Linked DNA regions of Sus scrofa: all the other regions are linked to region 2. Evidence: chromatin contacts called from public Hi-C data. All regions are on one chromosome and are shown on one strand. Each heading gives the region's core, a stretch centred on a gene start, on an enhancer-like site or on the middle of the called end of the contact. The rest is flanking DNA. Distances are from core to core; before and after follow the strand shown. Region 1 overlaps IRF2 (interferon regulatory factor 2). Region 2 holds the start of LOC106506214 (collagen alpha-1(I) chain). Region 3 has its middle 78 kb from the start of ENPP6.

What was found. A called contact is a pair of places that touch in the nucleus more often than the background predicts.
Region 1: a Hi-C map of liver shows a contact between it and region 2, with 1.6 times the contacts expected there. The contact joins the enhancer-like site here to the promoter of LOC106506214 in region 2. A contact is called at or near these places in 6 of 47 Hi-C or Micro-C datasets (alveolar macrophages, blood, heart right ventricle and 2 more) and 2 of 2 datasets of contacts at active chromatin or transcription factors (alveolar macrophages and skeletal muscle).
Region 3: a Hi-C map of liver shows a contact between it and region 2, with 4 times the contacts expected there. The contact joins the enhancer-like site here to the promoter of LOC106506214 in region 2. A contact is called at or near these places in 1 of 5 promoter capture datasets (liver), 4 of 47 Hi-C or Micro-C datasets (liver and subcutaneous adipose tissue) and 2 of 2 datasets of contacts at active chromatin or transcription factors (alveolar macrophages and skeletal muscle).

The regions. Positions count from the first base shown.
Region 1 is chr15:45,565,452-45,568,976 of Sscrofa11.1, forward strand. All of the region lies in intron 9 of IRF2 (interferon regulatory factor 2), which reads right to left. Among named protein-coding and RNA genes, the nearest start is that of IRF2, 130 kb to the right of the region's middle. Within about 2 kb of position 1,435, at least 28 of the 83 cell types and tissues checked have an H3K27ac peak or open chromatin away from gene starts, as enhancers often do. A contact at or near this core is called in alveolar macrophages and liver, where this site is marked.
Region 2 is chr15:45,631,904-45,635,435 of Sscrofa11.1, forward strand. LOC106506214 (collagen alpha-1(I) chain) reads right to left here and starts at 2,254. Exons shown (of 1, transcript XM_021075624.1): 1 at 1-2,254. The coding sequence starts at 1,761. The coding sequence ends at 1,150. All of the region lies in intron 4 of IRF2 (interferon regulatory factor 2), which reads right to left.
Region 3 is chr15:45,517,386-45,521,149 of Sscrofa11.1, forward strand. No RefSeq gene overlaps it. Among named protein-coding and RNA genes, the nearest start is that of ENPP6, 78 kb to the left of the region's middle. Within about 2 kb of position 1,531, at least 23 of the 83 cell types and tissues checked have an H3K27ac peak or open chromatin away from gene starts, as enhancers often do. A contact at or near this core is called in liver and skeletal muscle, where this site is marked.

The DNA.
Region 1 (3,525 bases), core at 185-2,684, 67 kb before region 2:
GGCTGTTTCAAGGTCCAGGTCACTGAAGAAAAACAAGATGTCAGCTCTGTGTCTGGATGTCTCGTGCTACTTTTTTTTTTTTTTTTTTTTGGCTTTTTTAGGGATGCACCTGAGCTAGGGGTCGAATTGGAACTGCAGCCGCCAACCTACACCACAGTCACAGCAACCCAAGTCACATCTGCGACCTACATCACAGCCCGGCAATGCCAGATTCTGAACCCGCTGAGTGGGGCCAGGGATCTAACCCGCATCCTCATAGATGCTAGCTGGGTTGATAACCCGCTAAGCCACCACAGGAACTTCCTGTGATAACTCGGTTCACATCTCGCACGGACTTTCCTATTGCTGAGCGTTTTCTAGGCATCCTGATAGATCTGGATGCTTTGACTCTGGCCTTTACTACTGTGAGGTGAGCAACTGAGCCCCGGGGAGAAGGGGACAGCACAAAGCCTACAGAGCACCAGCTTGGAAAGCCTTTCCTGGGTCCTTCTCAAGAGGGGGGCCTTCTGTGTAACGGCCACCCCAAAGCTACTGTTTATTGTGCAGATGAGATTTTTCATATCTTCAGCACCAGGGGAAATGGCAAAAAGAAAGGGGAAGCCGGGAGCTGGAAAAGATGAAGACAATTCCACAGTCCAGCGTCCCCTGTGACCACACTCAAGTCCTTATGAATTCACGTGCCAGAGACTGCCAGTCTTGAGTTAGAACTGTGAGGTCCCAGGGAGGGGGGACCCTCAGTTTGGCCTCTAAGTTGTGAATCTGTTCTGCTCCTTTTCCCTTTATTTTGCTGCTGTTGTTCTGCTCCTGTTGATACTCAAGTTTCTAAGTCTGGCTAAAAGAAAAAAAAAAATGCTACTCAAGGTTTACTTTAGATAAAGTTAGTCATATTCGGAAGCAATCACCATAAAAAAGGATGTCCTAGAAGGTGCATTGGGGGCAGCCCCAATCAAGACAAAATCCAAATGACATTATTTCCTAACTGCCTGTGCCTGTGCCTAAGGCCCGTTCGATTGACTTCAAAGCAATGAATAGCCTCCCTTATTTCACAGCTATCTTTGCTGTCTTGAAGGGTGGGGTTACCTTTTATCAAGAAACACAATGGGGTTATGAGGCCCCGCCTGGGCCAGTGAGACAGAATGTCTGCACCTGCAAACTTTTCACACTGGCCTGGAGGTGATTTCAATACGGCTCAGCAGAAGCACTGCTGACCCGGGCAACATGCCAGCAGGGTATTGTCAGAACAATTCAACATGTTTGCTGGCTTCTTCCGCTTCCTAAAAACAGAAGTTGCCACACACACGAAATAATTCAATGTGAAAGAAAAGTAAAAATAAAAATCAGGAGTTTTTTTTCTCCCTCCCCTTAAAGGGCTAGCAGGAAAGGTCTTTAGGGGTGGCTCTCCTGTGCATTTAAACACACGGGAGAGAGAAAACAGTAGAAGATCTGGTTTGAGACACCGCACTCAGACTGAGTGCACAGCCAACTGAATCTGGACCATTCAGCTGTCACGGACAAGAAGGCAAGACCTGGATACTGCCCACTGGCCATGAGTGTGTGCCTGCCTGTGCACACGCATGTGTGTGTTTACACGCATGTGTTTTTCTGCTATGATTTGCCACCAGAATAAAACCACATAGCAGCAATCCTTCAAGAGTTCATCTGTCAGGGTAACAGTACATTTTGTGTTTTACACATTTACTGGATGCACTTACCAAATAGTCACCTTCTCCAGAATTAAAAATGTACTAGTGGCTGGTCTCCAATGGATTAAGGTATTGATTTTCAATCTATTTCCCTAGCGACAGAGCCTACCAACAACAGGAAAAACGTCTCGTGTGAAGGACTTGTTTCAAGCTCCCATTTTTAAATCTTATAAACACATCCTTATGAGAGCAGAATGAAAACATCTTGAGGCTTTCATCCCTGTTCCTGGATTCAAAACTGGAAGGAACTCTGAGTTTAGAAACAAATGAATGGAAAGCAGGAAACAGTGTCATTTTTAAATAAAGCATTTTTTAAAAGGTAAAGCAAGACTAGTAAAGGCTAGGATGCCTAATTATTGGTCACATGGGAGAGTGTAGAAAAAAGATTTGGGAAGGCTTTAAAATCTGAGGTGGTGCTACTGTTTGCAGTGACACTCATTTCTTTAAAATACTTGCAAGGATCCACTTTGTATATCATTACATAGCTTCATAAGGTCATGAATTTGAAAGTGATATTCAGACTCATTTTACTGCCATCCACTATTACTTTGTTATTAGGAGGGACTCATTTTATCCAGTAGGTGATTCTCTCACCAAACCTGGCCTCTCTCTTTGCCTGGGGAGTAATGACTCATTAAATTAGCACCAACCCTATGTAGCACCAATCATACCAAAGGGCAAAGAACCAGCAACCTGAGACAATATTTGCATACTGAAGACCAGACCAAAATGTTAAAGAAAGAAAGAAAGAGAGAAGAGAGAGAGAGAGAGAGAGAGAGAGAGAGAGAGAGAGAGAGAAAGAAAGAAAAAAGAAAGAAAGAAAGAAAGAAAGAAAGAAAGAAAGAAAGAAAGAAAGAAAGAAAGAAAGAAAGAAAGAAAGAAAAGAAAAGGTAAAGAAAACAGGTCCAATTCTGACATTTATGTGGCATATTTTATCTGAGGCTGACTTCACCTCTTTAATGAAGGGGTGCTCCAAAAGCCAACCAGCTCCCTCCAAATAAGCTGAATCTTAAGAAAGCGTGCCTGGAAGATGGGCATATATCTTCCCTTTTTAAAAGGGCTCAGTGGGCAGGCTTGCAGGGACAGCCTGCTGAGAAAGGGATGGTAAAAACCCAGGTGCTGGTGAAGCAGCTCTTGGCCTTGAAGCTGGGCTCCCAGGCAGACAAGTGGCCTCACTTCAGAGGGGAAGTGAGAATGCTCACTCTCCAAGACCTCGCTTAGCCCCAAGTGACTGTGGGACCATCTGTCTCTATGCCAAGTGCCCCATCCAGCCGTGAGCCCTGGAGGAGGGCAAAGCTGCCCCTCCCTGAGGTCCAGCAGATGCTGCATATCAACCAGGCTCTGCCCCTCCTTTAGGCCGAGCTCTGCCAGAGAGCTCAAGGTGTGACGGAGACCCTGCTTACGCGATTCTACTTCCCAGACTCCAAACCCCAGGAACGAGGGGCGGCTGCCATCTGTCTGTTACTCAACTGCGAACCCACAGATGAAGGTGCTCAGACGTGAGGCTTGCTCTTGGAGCGCTCGCTGACTGATCCTTCCGGTTCTGCCAGCATCAGAAGCCCTAACTGTTTACAAAACAGAGCAAAATGTAAAGGACCAACAGGTACTGAGGACAAAAAAAGGGCAAAAAACCCCTGAGGTTCTGGATTCCAGCGCTGGAGCGAGAATACAAGTTCCGTTCAAGGTCCCCCTCTTGCAGAGGGTCCCCACCGTCCATGCACACCCTATGCCAGAGGGACTTTACGGAGATGTACTTCACCCTCCAGGCCTAAAAGCCTCCAGGGGTGGTGTTTACTTTGTACGTTTATGTAAAACATTTGTG
Region 2 (3,532 bases), core at 1,004-3,503:
GGACTTTTTGTTTGCCATAACTGGCTTCCAATTAAACTACAAACCCTTACTTTTGGTTATGATGACATTTTTACTGGTAAGTCGGTCTGAAATATGCGGAATTATCTCTAACTTTTGAAGGTCAAAAGAAAAAAACTCAACTCATTGAGAATGAAATATGTAAACGTTTAATATTAAGACGCAGTTACAAATTGTAACAGCAAAGAACTCTTGGATCTAAGAAACCAAAATCTAACTTCTTACACAACAAGCTGAGTTATAAATTATAATCATTCACTAATTACAGTGAAATTCTGGACTCTGCCCCATCAATCGATAGATGTTCCTTCCAACTTTACCGCTTCAAAATGCCTGGTTGAGTCCTAAACCGTCCATCTGTTGAAGTTTCCTTAGAAAACACAAGTTTTTCCAGGATTTCTTAGGTTTCTATTTCTACCCTTTCCCCCCCTCTAAAAAAGGAATGATGGGGGTGGGGTGAGAAAACTAGAAAGTCCTGAATGTGTGTGCATGGGATTAAACAGGGGTCACCCTCCAGGTCTTGGTAAGGGAGCGGAGCATGCGCCTGCCTAACTTCAAGACCATCGACCTGGTCCCAGTCTGTCACCAGCCCCCTGTCTGCACCTGCCTTAAACACCAAAAAAAGCTCAGGCTGCTAAGTTCCAATGTTATCTGCAGTCGGTTTGAAAACTAATAAGTGAATGCAAGCTTGACAGCAACCTCGGTGATTCCTGAAAATCCACAACAGGAAATGTAACTATCCTCCACCCTCCCTTGCCATTCATCAAAAGCAGACCTAGTCACAGCAACAGGGAGGCCAGTGGCAGAAGGTAAATGCTGGCACTTTTCCTCAACTAGGAAACCTCCGAATATTCTTAACCCAGGGCTGGGAGCACTACCCGTAGCCCACACTGGGGGAAGGGAGCGGGTAAAATATCCCTAAGTTACAAACACTATACAGAGGGGGTGAAAACTACTAAACGCCAAGCCGCAAGTATGGGGCAACCTCGACTGCCAGTCCCAGGGGTCACGTTCACAGCCGATGACCAGGGGTCCTGCCTACACCGACTGACTCGGGCACCTCGTCCGGCGCTGGGAAGACCGTTTCTGAGCCCGGCTCTGGCTGCCAGCCTCCTGCCCTCTTCTTCCCCTCTAAAGGGGCAAGGGGGTGAGGGCGGCCAACGCAGCCACACGTGCGGCCCAAACCCAGACGCCAGTGCGTCCTCGGAAGGGGATGAGTTGCATCCTGAAGCCCCTGGAACTTGGAAAGGCTGCCCGAGCCCTCTCGGGGCCGGGTCCCAGGCCGTAGCCCCGCGAGCGGGCGGGCGCCACGATCGGCCACAGCGGGCATCGCTTGGTGGGCGAGCCCGGCCCGCGAGGCGGAAAGGAAGTGGCGGCCGCGGCTTTGCACCAACCACGTTTGGCCGGCGGGCGAATGCCACTCGGCGCCCCGAGCGGGATCGGAGGGCGCGGGGCGGGCACACGCGTCCCCACCCCGCCGCCGCCCGCGCCCCGGGACCCCCAGGGGAGCCGGCACCCGGGCTTGCCAGCAGGGCGCCGCTCGGTCCCCGGAGGCTCCCCGCCCCCACCTCGCCCGCTCCGTAGCCGAGGCGGGTCAGGCCCAGCGCGCGAGGCCGGCCCGGGGGCGCCCGCGGGGACCCGGAGGCGCCCGGCGCTAGGCCGCGGCCGGGGCCGCTGACCCCTGGGCGCGGCGCCCTCCCAGGACGCGCCGCCCGAGCCCCCGGCGCGCCGGGACAAGTGCATCGACAAGGCCCCAGGGCCAGCCCGGGCGCTGGCCGGCGGGAAGGAGGACGCGGCGTCCCTCCCGGGCGGTGGCGGCAGCGGCCCAGCCCCCAGGAAGCCGGGCGCGCCGGCCAGGCCCGGCGCCCAGCCGGGTTCCGAGCCCGCCCGCCGGCCCCGGCCGCTGGCACCCGACGCCCGCGACCCTTCCCCGAGTCCGGCAGGCGGGCGAGCCCTGGGACCGCCGCCGGGCTCCGCATCAAGTTTCCTTTGGCCGCGGCGGGAGGTGCCTCTCCCGGCCAGACGCGGGGCGCAGGCTGCGGGCGGTCGGCGGGTTCCTGTCTATTTATGCCAGAAGCTGCCGGGAGAGAGCCACTGCCGCCGGGCACCGAGAAGGACCCGCTTCTCTCCTTAGGATCTGGTGGCTACGGCGTCTGTAAACATACACACGCACCCACATGCACCCGATAATTTTGTTTTAAAAGGAGGCCCGACTCCAACAGTCCTGCACCCCCCCCAACACCTGGGGTGCAGAATCACACAGAGCAGGTCTGTGTCCATGGAGCCACCTCTCCGCATCTGCAAATCCAAAAGTGAAATTAAACCTCCACTAACCTCCTCCTCCTCCTCCTCCCTCTTTACCTCCTCCTCCTCCTTGCAGCCTCAGCAGCCCCAGTAGCAGCAGCAACAGCAGCAGAAACCTGCTTTCCCTAAAATCAGATGATCCATAATAGCGCCGACTGTTCCTCCAAAAATCAGTATTAATATTTATGAACCTCAGCATTTTCCGTCTGCCAAACATCGTGTCAAACCATCAGGACGCGCGCACACACAGATCCCCTCCAGTCCTCATAAACATGCCCTCGAGAAAAACACACACGCACAGTCACAACTATTATTTGAAAAATGTTACCTCTCAGTGTGCTTTTTCACGCTACCAATACAATTCCGCAAGGCTTAAGTGTTGCTAGGGTGTGTGAAATGGAAATGAAAGCCCGTCAGTTGAATAATCGCAGGAGCAAAACTAAAAGTTACTCCCCGGCTTGCCTGAGAACAGTCCAGATCGAAAGCAAAACAAGGAGAGGAAACTGCGAAGCGCTGAGGCTGGAAATCCCCCCACCCCCCGCCCTCCTGCCAGCCTCGCTCCCTCCCTCCCTCCCTCCCTCGCTCCCCCCTCCTCCCTCCTCCCTCCTCCCTCCGCCCTTCCTCCCCAGTGTTTGTTTCAAGCTTGTGCAACCGGGAGGTGGAGGCGGAGGGAGGGCTCGAGCAGCCCGGCCGGGAGGTGCGGAAGTTCGCCGCCGCCGTTCATTGGCCGGCCGCACGGCTTTCATCATTTCTCGGAAAAGTCAATTTCATTTTCACTTCCCCACGACGCGGCAGCAGGAGCAACAAGCGGCTGCTCGCGAGTCTGTTGCTCGCACCTCCCGGCGCTCACACTCCCGCGCTCACACTCGAGCGGGGACCCGGGGGGTTACGGGCCGCGAGCTTGGGTTCCGGCCAGAAGCTGTTAACGGTAGGAGGGAAAGGCAGGTACCTACCTACCTGACTCTCCATCCTAAACGTAACCTGAGGGTGGGAAGGAAGGAGGAGGAGGACGTGCCGGGGAAGCAAAGCTCTTGCCATCCAGTTGGTGGGGCAGGTGTAAGAGACATCTAGAGCCTGTTTTCTGAGTGAATAAAAACTCACTTTGTAACACTTCCCACTTCAAGGAACAAAAGGAGCAATTAACCGACAAGATAGCATTACTTAGATATTAGTGCAATGACTGGGCCAAGGGGCCAAGTGTCGCGACGTC
Region 3 (3,764 bases), core at 281-2,780, 120 kb before region 2:
TGTCTTTTTGCCATTTCTTGGGCCGCTTCTGTGGTATATGGAGGTTCCCAGGCTAGGGGTCTAATTGGAGCCGTAGCCACCAGCCTACGCCACAGCCACAGCAACGCGGGATCCGAGCCGCATCTGCAACCTACACCACATCTCACAGCAATGGCAACGCCGGATCCTTAACCCACTGAGCAAGGCTAGGGACCGAACACACAACCTCATGGTTCCTAGTGAGATTTGTTAACCACCGCACCATGATAGGAACTCCTGGGGAGATATCTCTTACAGAGTGATAACAGCTCACCCTGCTCCAGTGCGTGAATTGGCCACAACATTCAGGAAGTCACAGCTTCAAAATAAAATTCACACATAAGCATTCAGCCAACATTCAAATCTTTTTTTTTTTTTTTTTTTTTTTTTTTTTTTATGGCGGGTCCCTCAGCATTATGGAAGTTCCAGGCTAGGGGCTGAATCGGAGCCTATGCCACAGCCACGGCAACACCAGATCCGAGCCACATCTGTGATCTACACCACAGCCACAGCAATGCTGGATCCTTAACTCACTGAGCGAGGCCAGGGATCGAATCCATATCCTCATGGATACTAGTCCTATTCTAAACCCACTGAGCTACAATGGGAACTCCCTAAATCTTAATCTGATGCCTCCAGGTGTCCCAGCCTGAGCTTTATCCAATGTCATAAACAGTCCCGTGGACATTCAGACCTGACCCTCTCTCTGGGCTGGGATCTTCTGGGAGAGGTGCCCCAGCAGAGCCACTGCTTTGCCCCCACTGAGAAAACCCTGACCCTGGCTGGATTGAGGTCCCGCACCCATACCCCCAGTCCATCTGCCTTAGGATGAATTCCCCAGGCTTTAGGACAGTGCCTCGGATCTCTTCAAGTTCTGCTTAGGGAGGATTTTGGAACTTGCCTCCTGAACATTGATGAGAGATAAAGGAGCTTGTCACTGAGAAACTTTCATCAAAGTCTCTGCTTTGTATTCAAGAAGGGCTTCCTCCCCTGGAGCTATCCCTACCTGATAGAGGTCTCCGGCAGGGTCTGGGCACACGCAGAGCCCAGAGCAGCATGGAGGTCTCAGTGTCTCCACTCAGAGAGAAAGGGAGTTGTTTTTGGCTTTTTTTCTTTCTTTCTTTTTTTTTTTTTTTTTGGCTGCCCTGTGCCATATGGAGTTCCAGGACCAGGGGTCAGATCTAAGCCACAGTTGCGACCTACACTGCAGCTTCGGCAATGCCAGATCCTTAACCCACTGTGGGGTGTTGGGGATCAAACCTGCGTCCCAGCACTCCAGAGACACCACCGATTCCGCTGCACCACAGAGGGAACTCCAAAAGTGAGTTTTAACACCTTGAAGTGAATGAACGTCTCCAAACATCCTTTCAGTAAAAAATCTGTTCCAATTTCTGATATGCATATTTATTTTCATTTTTTTAGATCACTTCCTGGTAAGAGCCAGGACTCGTATAGATGACTGACTTCTTTCATAATCTTCCAGTTGGCCTCAATGCCTGTCCAACACCTCTTCTCTGATGACACGGTCCTATTACCCAGAGGTCAGGGCCAGGCCAGTGACACAGCCATCTGGCCCCCAGGATGTGGGATGTCATCCTCTGAATCCACTAATCAGAGTCTATTAAGAGACCTCTATTTGCAGTCTGGTGCTTCATTAGAGAAGTTGTCTGTAGACTCCAAATTGTCGTTCCTTATAAACGCAATTAAATCCGACACCTAGCCCTAGATATGCCTTCAAAAATTATTACTCTCTGACTATTTACAGACTCAGTCCCTTCCCAGCCCTTCTCCACACCCACTGGCTCCTGTGAATCGTGTATTTATTTGCTGACTGAAGTTCTCTCTGTCCTGGTTTCACAGCGTCCTCCCCGCCCCCATCCGTGTTGGACGTTGCATAAACAACCTTATCTTTTGGCAGCAATTTTCAAAAACATGTAAGTCCTTTTCTTTCCTCTCCACCCCCCGTCCCCCCTCATCCTGTACTGTACTGTACTTGTGCCAACTTCCCAAGCTTTTCTCCAAATCATTGTGCTGGGATATGATACATGGAAAAATAGTTTGCTAATCCAGTGGGATGATTGGCGTTTAGTGGATTATGGAGATTGTTTCTCTGCGGTGTTAACGGAAGGTCAAGGTCCACTGTATTTCATGTCCCTCCTTTAGAACACAAAGGTCAACATGATTCTCACCATACCAGCTTCAAATCAGATACTTTGGAGGCAAGTGGGTGTGGCAGCACTGTGATTTGCTGAACCAACGGGCAAGCAAATATTTACACCTGCAGGCATAGCCACTCCCTAACTTCTTCCTCCTCTTACCTATAATAAATCCCTGTTTAAACCAAGTTGGCCTTTTTTTTTTTTAAGGGCCACACCTGCAGCATATGGAAATTCCCAGGCTAGGGGTCGAATTGGAGCTTCCACTGCCAGCCTACACCACGCCACAGCAACACCAGATCCAGGCTGCATCTTCAACCTATGCTGCAGCTCACAGCAATGCCGGATCCTTGCCCACTGAGTGGGCCAAGGATCGAACCCACATCCTCATGGATACTAGTCCGGTTCTTAACCTGCTGAGCCACAACAGAAAGTCCCTCAACCAAGTTTAATGGATCCTCTTTTTAAAGCCTTCCAGAGAGGAATTCATAATTGCCCTGAAAAGAACCCCTTAATGTGTAATTTAAACCCAGTTCACTTAGGTATTTAATTTGCACCTTATTGGCATTCACGAATCCATTGTAACTCAATTTTCATTATTATTTTTGACTTGAAGTATAGTTGATTTACAATATTATATTAGTTTCAGGTGTGCAGCAGAATGATTCAGTATTTTTGCAGATTGTCTCCATCATGGGTTATTAGAAGATTAACCGCTATAGTTCACTGTACTATACAATGTATCTTAGTTGCTTATCTGTTTCATATGTCACAGTTTGTACCTCTTAATATCATACCCTTAATTTGTCCCTCCCTCATTATGACTTCTTGAATAAGTGAGTGAAAAAGTTGCCTATGTGTGTATCTCATTCCCAGACCTCTTTCTGGATCTTTCTGTGATGCTGACAGAGCCAGCATCGGCTTCTCTCGCCTTTGCATTCCCTGTTCCTGCAGTGCTTCCCTCTCAGGAAATGGTCACTGAATGCTGACTCTGTCCTGCTCCTTGTGCAGAAAAGGGCCCCCCATCCTCTGGGGAAGAACCTCCTTTGTGGGTCCTTCTTTCCCACGTCACGCAGGCTCAGTTTCCCCAAGCGTCTAGGGTGCTCTTCTTGGAACCCTCTAGAGGATTCGTTTCTCCCCTGACCCTGCACATCAAGCCATCCCTGAGTTTACTTCCACGTGTACAGCAGGCTGGAGAGCAGGGGAGAGTCTGGAAACGCTGTGACGGATGTGCAGCCCTTATTATCCTCTCTAAGCATTCTGTGATGGAAAGAGGCATTGCACTCATTTGAAGGACCTTTGCTGGAAATGTTGGGAATGTAAGCACATCTAGAACTTTCTCTTCTATATTTGTATCTCCTCCAAGAGTGCCAATGCCACAAAATCACAGGAGGTTGCTTTGATGGGGAAATTACGGGGAAGGCAGCTTGAAGAAAATGTAAGAAGACAACAATATATTGGGTATGAGCACAGCACTGCCTCCTAAGAGAAGCTTCTAAATGCACACAGTCTGTTACCATGAGAAGCAGCCCTGGGCATGGGAGGACTCCCACCTCTGACCATTGAGCCAAACAGCCTGCCAAGGACATC